2 separate regions of the Mus musculus genome follow, and region 1 is linked to region 2. The links are chromatin contacts, called in public Hi-C maps. All regions are on one chromosome and are shown on one strand. Each heading gives the region's core, a stretch centred on a gene start, on an enhancer-like site or on the middle of the called end of the contact. The rest is flanking DNA. Distances are from core to core; before and after follow the strand shown.

What was found. A called contact is a pair of places that touch in the nucleus more often than the background predicts.
Region 1: a contact with region 2 is called in a Hi-C map of nephron progenitors, with 4 times the contacts expected there. The contact joins the promoter of Olfr54 here to the promoter of Zfp454 in region 2. A contact is called at or near these places in 1 of 39 promoter capture datasets (the SN4741 cell line), 1 of 484 Hi-C or Micro-C datasets (nephron progenitors) and 2 of 9 other capture datasets (adipose tissue and pancreatic islet).

Annotation. Positions count from the first base shown.
Region 1 is chr11:51,024,993-51,028,678 of GRCm38.p6, forward strand. It overlaps Olfr54 (olfactory receptor 54), which reads left to right and starts at 2,012. Exons shown (of 1, transcript NM_010997.1): 1 at 2,012-2,953. The coding sequence starts at 2,012. The coding sequence ends at 2,953.
Region 2 is chr11:50,885,416-50,888,804 of GRCm38.p6, forward strand. It overlaps Zfp454 (zinc finger protein 454), which reads right to left and starts at 2,086. Exons shown (of 6, transcript NM_172794.3): 1 at 1,951-2,086; 2 at 954-1,083. The coding sequence starts at 986.

The DNA.
Region 1 (3,686 bases), core at 762-3,261, 140 kb after region 2:
AAGGGGGTATCATGTCCCCTAATCCCCTAAAACTGGAAGTATATATTGTGAGCTGCCAAGCGCATCCAGAGCTCTTAACCAGCCAAGACATGGCTCCAAGACCATGCCCTACTTCTTCAAGTTTTAACACTTCTCAGGAGATCACCCTGGAAACCACAACAACATAGAAGCCTTCAGGAAAAAAGTGAGACAGAAGGTCATAGAAATATACATGGAGGAGAGATCTGGGTGACAGAAACAAGTTTACCTACCTCTGATCTCAGTAGTCACAGGCCCTGTGTCACTCAGAGTCTGTACATGTCATCCTCTTTCACAGTGACACAGAAGAAACTCCTATAGACCATGACCTTACACTTGTCAACACTGGCCCTGGCTGAGCACTGTCAGGGTCAGCTCTCAATTCTGCACATCATGCTTGCAATATCTATTTTAGTTTGTTTTTAAAGAAATGTGTGTGGGGGGAGTATGTTCAGGCAGGTGATTTTGGGGGCCAGTAGAGGGCACTAGACTCCCCAGACCTGGAAATACAGACAGTTGTGACCCTCCTGCAATGGGTGCTGAGAACAGTACTTCAGTCCCCTGAAAGTACAGGAAACACTCAATCATTCAGCCATCAGTACAGCCTCTCGGTTTCCTTTCTTTTGTTTTCCTTTCTTTTCTTTTCTTTTCTTTTTTAAGGATGTTATTTATTTTATATATGTGAGTACACTGTTATTGCCTTCAAACACACCAGAAGAGGGCATCAGAACCCATTACAGATGGTTGTGAATCAACATGTGGTTGCTGGGAATTGAACTCTGGACCTCTGGAAGAGCAGTCAGTGCTCTTAACTGCTGAGCCATCTCTCCAGCCTGGTTTAATTTCTTGGATGGACTGCTTAAATACAACCAGATATTTCTACAGCAGCTGCAGTTTTACGTTGCTGGATTTTAGTGTTCAAGGACTTTGTGAACATTCTTTCCTTTGACTACTTTCTTGGGCACCTACTGTGTGCCAGGCATTGTTCCTGGCACTGAGCAGTGCCTGAGACAGATGTGCCTCTGTTCTGGGGAATGCATGGCCTCATGAGGAAAATATTCCATAATTGAATCCATGAAGAAGCAAATTTGATAGAGGTGTAAGCAAGGAGCAGCACAAGGAGGAACACCTGATGAAGCTACACAGACAGGGTCCAGTGAGGTGGCTCAGAAGGTAATTGTGACTGTGAGTCTCTTAATTAGTGATTGATGGTGGAGGGCCTAGCCCATTTAGGTGGGGCATTCCCTGAGCTGGAGGCCATGGGTCTATAAGGAAGCAGGCTGAGCAAGCCAGTAAGCAGTACCCGGTCATGGCTTCTGCATCTGCCATACTTAGGGTTACTATTGCTGTAAGGAAACACCATGACCAAAGCAACTTGGGGAGATAAAGGTTCACTTGGCTTAGACCTCCACATCACTGTTCATTGGAGAAGTCAAACAGGGCAGGAACCTGGAGGCAGGACCCTATGACATGGAAGGGTGCTACTTTCTGGCTTGCTCAGCCTGCTTTCTTATTGAAGCCAGGGCCCCCTAACCCAGGGATGCTATCACCCACAATGCTCCTCATCCCCAATCAAACACTAATTAATAAAATGCGCTGTATACCTGACTACAGCCTGATCTTATGAATGAGTTTTCTCAATTACAGCCCTCTCTTCTCCTTTGACCTCTGCTTGTGTCAAGTTTATGTAAAACTTGCCAACACATTTCAAGCTTGAGCACTCCGGTTCCATCTCTAGAACCAACAGTAGAGGGAGAGAATTGATTCCTTAAAGTTCTCCTGTGATCTTCACACACACGCACGCACACACACACACACACACACACACACACGCACGCACGCACGCGCACACACACACACACACACACACACACACACACACACACACGAGTTCTGGTAGAAAGCTCCTACATATGAGCTATGACCTGAGTCTGACCACATAGTGAGTTCCAGTGTCTGGCCTCTCCCCTCCAGGAGCCTGATCCTCTGGAAGATGTCCAAGGGGAGGGAGAATGAGACTGGAGTCAGCGAGTTTCTCCTGCTTGGCATCACCAATGACCCACAGCAGCAACAAATCCTCTTCTGGGCTTTTCTGTGCATGTACCTGGTCACGGTAGCTGGGAACACACTCATCTTCCTGGCCATCATCTCCGATCCCCGCCTGCACACCCCCATGTACTTCTTCCTGGCCAACCTTTCCTTCGTTGATGTCTGCTTCACCACCAATCTCATCCCCAGGCTCCTGGCTGGCCATGTGGCTGGAACAAGGACCATCTCTTATGTCCACTGCCTAACTCAGACGTACTTCCTGATTTCTTTTGCCAATGTGGACACCTTTCTGCTGGCTGCCATGGCCCTGGACAGATTTGTGGCCATATGCTACCCACTACAGTACCACACCATCATCACCCCCCAGCTCTGTGTGGGGCTGGCAGCCGTTGTGTGGATGTGCTCTGCCCTCATCTCTCTGATGCACACACTCCTCATGAGCAGACTGAGTTTCTGCTCCTCCATCCCGGAGATCTCTCACTTCTACTGTGATGCTTACCTGCTCATGAAGTTGGCCTGTTCAGACACACGAGTCAATCAACTTGTCTTCCTGGGAGCTGTGGTCCTCTTTGTGGCCCCCTGCATTCTCATTGTGGTCTCTTATGTCCGAATCACCATGGTGGTCCTCCAGATCCCCTCTGCAAAGGGCCGGCACAAGACATTTTCCACATGTAGCTCACACTTGTCTGTGGTCACTCTGTTCTATGGCACAGTACTGGGTATCTATATACGACCTCCAGACTCCTTCTCCACCCAGGACACGGTAGCCACCATCATGTATACTGTGGTTACCCCCATGCTGAACCCCTTCATTTACAGCCTGAGGAACAAGGACATGAAGGAGTCAGTGACAAGGCTCCTCAACAGGGGCTCTAAGTCCTCTTAGCATGGTGCATATCAGCTTGGTGACAAGGTGTCTAAGATAGAAAGACATGGGGTCTGACCTTGGATGTCACCTCTACCATCTCCCCCTGCTTAGCCAATCAGACTGTTTTTCAAAAAGAAAGAACATCCAGAAATCAGGATGGAATTTCATTATTATTAGAAGAGACACTTGAACCTCAGCTCTTGAGAAAATTTCATCCTGATTATATTTAGTTAAACAGCAGGAGAGTTCATGAGTATCATTATTTCCATAGTGACAAGTCCAGATAGAAAAAGCAAAGCTAGAAGTGAGGTTCCATCCAGGCCTCTCCTCCCCGGCCCCCAGGATCACACATTGACACCCCCCCCCCATGTTTCCAAAGTGGCTGCCAAGTCCCAGCCATCTCTTAGCATCCCAGGTGAGGAGAGTAAGGGCAGTAAGAGTTTCCCAGGAACTTTCTGGGAAACCTTGCTTACTGTCTTTTGGTCACATGTCAGTGACCCTCAGAGCAGCCTGTGGGAGATGGCTGTTGCTTTGGTCATGACTGCTCTTGTCCAGTCTTTTATTGGTTAGAGTTAGACATGTTGCAGCTCAAGGTGGAGCAGGAATCCTCTCAGAGAAGAAAGAAAGGGTCAGACAACACCCAGGGGCAGGCTGGCCACACACCCAGTCTCGTCTTGTCACGGTGACAAACCTGGAGCCACACACCCAGTCTCGTCTTATGGTGACAAACCTGGAGTCACACACCCAATCT
Region 2 (3,389 bases), core at 836-3,335:
AAAACTCCCCACACCTTTCTCGGTCCTGTCATGTGGTGCCATCGGCTACATATGATGCAGCCTCGAGCCCTTGCAACCTGGAGCTGCCCAATCTTGAACTTTCAGCCTCTAAATAAAGCTCTTTGATTACCAAACTCAAGAAGAGAATGAGCTGTCAGCAAGCTAGAACTGGTTGGTGGTTCTTCCAGCTTCTGACCTCCCATAAATCCCTGTCCCAGATAGTTAAAGACTTAAAAGAAAAGGAATTAGAACAGGTTTTACCTAAAGAGACTGGTACCACTCAGAATGCCTTTTAGATCTGAGCCCTTTGTAGACAGGCTCTCCATGTAGCCCAGGTTAGCCTCAACTTTCAATCTTGCTGCAGTCTGCCAAGTATTATGAATTCAGGTGTAAGCCACCATACCCAGCTTTGTGTGTGTATATGTGCCAGCTTTGTGAGAGTGTGTGTGTGGTGCTGGAGACTGAACTTAGAGCCCTATACATGCCAACCAAGTATTCTACCACAAAACTATCCCCCTAGCCTATAGAAGTAGAGTTCTTCAATTATTTTTGTACTAATCCTATATATTCTTCTTAAACAAAAGTTACACGTTATCTTTAAAAGACATCAATAACTACGTGGCGTCTAGGACACCCCATGTTCACGGGAAACAGTTCAAATTTCTTCTTTAGATCCTATGTCAGTTCCTGCCTTTACCATTTTGGACCACCATCTTACTGGCTAACAGAAGTAGAAAGGTTTTCATTTTATACTAACCTAGAATCCTGCCCAGATGTGCCACTTTCATGCCTTACAGAAAGCTCTAAAGCTCACTAGGAGGAGATGTGTGGTGGGAGGGAGCAGCTGGGGTCTTTGGGGGTGGCTGGAAAGGAAGCTTCTGGTTAGAGCAATGAATGAAGTCAAGGACACAACTGGGGATACAGGGGGACAACACTGGACAGTGATGACTCACCTGGACCAGGGCCGGGAGCTGGCTGACAGCCATTCCTTTTCTCTGGTGAGCTGAGGAGCATTGAGTAGGAAGGAGGCAGGGGAGGAGCTTTACAATTGCTGGGGTTCTCTGGCTAGAAGCATCTGCACTCCTGTAATGAGAGGGCCGGGTCAAAGGTCACAGGGATGCGCCTCACCATTCACATCCTGGCTCACTTTGTTCTTTTGCTCCCAGTGCATACTCCCTCTGAAGGTAGCTGTCCTCACCCAATCTGTAAAGTGACTTCTCCCCATGCCAGCTCTCCTTCGCATCTTTCCTTTAGTCAGATCCTGCATGCCTTCCCGTTTGTGTGGCTTTGGCTTTCCCCTGCAGAAAGCTTGCCCGGCCCAGTCCTCAAACTCTACCCATTCTCTGTCCCTTCCCCTGCAGCTATGCTTTGGCGTCTTAAGACAGCCTTTCCTCCTGGGACAGCTCTATCCCAACTAGAGGGAAGGAGGAGGCAAAGAGGTGACTTTTTCCTGAAAGGGAAGGGGAGTTAAACCGGCCAGATCTCTCTCTCTCTCTCTCTCTCTCTCTCTCTCTCTCTCTCTCTCTCTCTCTCTGTGTGTGTGTGTGTGGGGGGGGGGCTGTTTCGTGTTTCGGATGGGACAGTGTAGGGAGCGGGTTTCCGGGAGAAGAAATCATTCACATAAGTCACCCTCCACAGTTTCGTCAAGTGCAGGGGCTGCAGTGAAGGTGTCCCTTTCTCAAGTTCCTCAGAGAGAACTTGGAGCCACGCCGGGAATATAACCAGCAGCTGTATGCAACTGTATTTGTGAGTTTGCAGCAAGATGAGCTAGAGGTCCTGACCAACCCTTCTCAACGTGCAATCAGGTTCGGATCCCTTAGCTCGACTACAAAACAGTTCTGCTGGTCCCTTCCATGTGTGGAATCAAATCTCAGTACATGCGCTTCAAAGTTAAGGACGTGGGATCCACGCCTTTCAAAACGGACCACAACCCACCCTTAGTCTACGTACCCTCTGTTCTCAACTCCCAGACCTGACCTTCAGTCTCTGGACACTGCAGATCACCGTGGGGCTTCCCTTAGAAGCTTGTCCACTGCAGAGCATAGCCTCGACAGAGTAGTCAGGACACAATGAGCTGGAGCCTGCTGCTTGACGCGGAGCCGCGCCTGCGCGTTTGTCCAGGAGCCGGGAAGCCTAATTCCCACAAATCTCTCTGCTGCAGCGCTTAGATTTTTGGACTCCTTTTCTCAGAGGGAGACCAGGAGCAAAAAGCGATAAAGCGCGCCTGCGCCTAGTCACTTTGTGGCCGAAACTACAATTCCCAGAAGGCTCTGCGGTGCACTAGCCTATCGCTGGGCAGACAAGTGGTCTAGTCTTGTGGAGACCAGCAGTGAAAAAAGGTCCAGGATGCTGTTATCAAGGTTACTAGACTCTAGGATCTGCAAGCAAAGCCAGAGAACATCCAGGAACGTCGTAATAGCGCCTAACGACAGAGAAAGGTCTTGAAAGACAGTCAGTACCAAGCTCTCAAAAATGCTACAGCCTCTGTTGGAGCTGGACTGGAGAGGCATGATAGACCTTGAGTGCAGTGAGGGTTTGGGTAGCAGGATTACCGGAGGGGGGTGCGGGGGGGGGGAAGGACGATGGCCCTGGAAGTCTCTGCAGAGTAAACAAGTGTCTCTGGGAGCACGGGATAGTATATAGAGAAGCTTGGATTTACTTCTGGTGACTGTATTTTGCTGGGGCCTGTGAGTATCGAGTAATGTACCAGAATCTTTCCCTGAAGATGTCTAGTTGCCTTTGGATATGTAGTAAGTATTCATGGAGGAACTTTCTTATTGGGAGAAAAGTGAAACAAATTCAATTAAAAAAATATGATTTGAGATTGACACTTCTGGGATTGCTGGCCACCCTTTAGGATACAATGTCAGTGGCTCTGTCCTGGGCTTTAAAGATGTCATTCTCTCACTTAGGGCACACACATATAGGTTAAGGCATAGAGCAGAGAGTGTTGAAACAGAGTGACTCCTGCACTGCAGTTTTTGTGTGACTAGGGAAGGTGGTCCATCAAACAGAAAATATTCATTAGGAGTGAATGAAAGGACAGGAATGCTGAGTTAGGGGTTTCAGAGTGAGAAGGGGCAGGGTGTTTGGGAGATTTTACTGTCCCAGGAAGAGCTCCCCACAAAGAATTTGGCTTAGGATATTTGATGCTTAGCAAGACCAGCATGTTCACCAGGAACAAGGAAAGAAAAAAGGGCTCAAGATGACATTGTGTGTGACTCTGAGGTTCTGACCCCATGGTAAAAATGTGGATTTATTTTGTGTGTGAAAGGAAAGCAATGGAAGTTCCAAGTGGACAGATGAACTTATCTGTGCAGACTATGGTCAGTTCTGGGCAGGACAGATTCAGGGTGAAAACTAGGGATGGTCGTAGGACAGTGACTTAG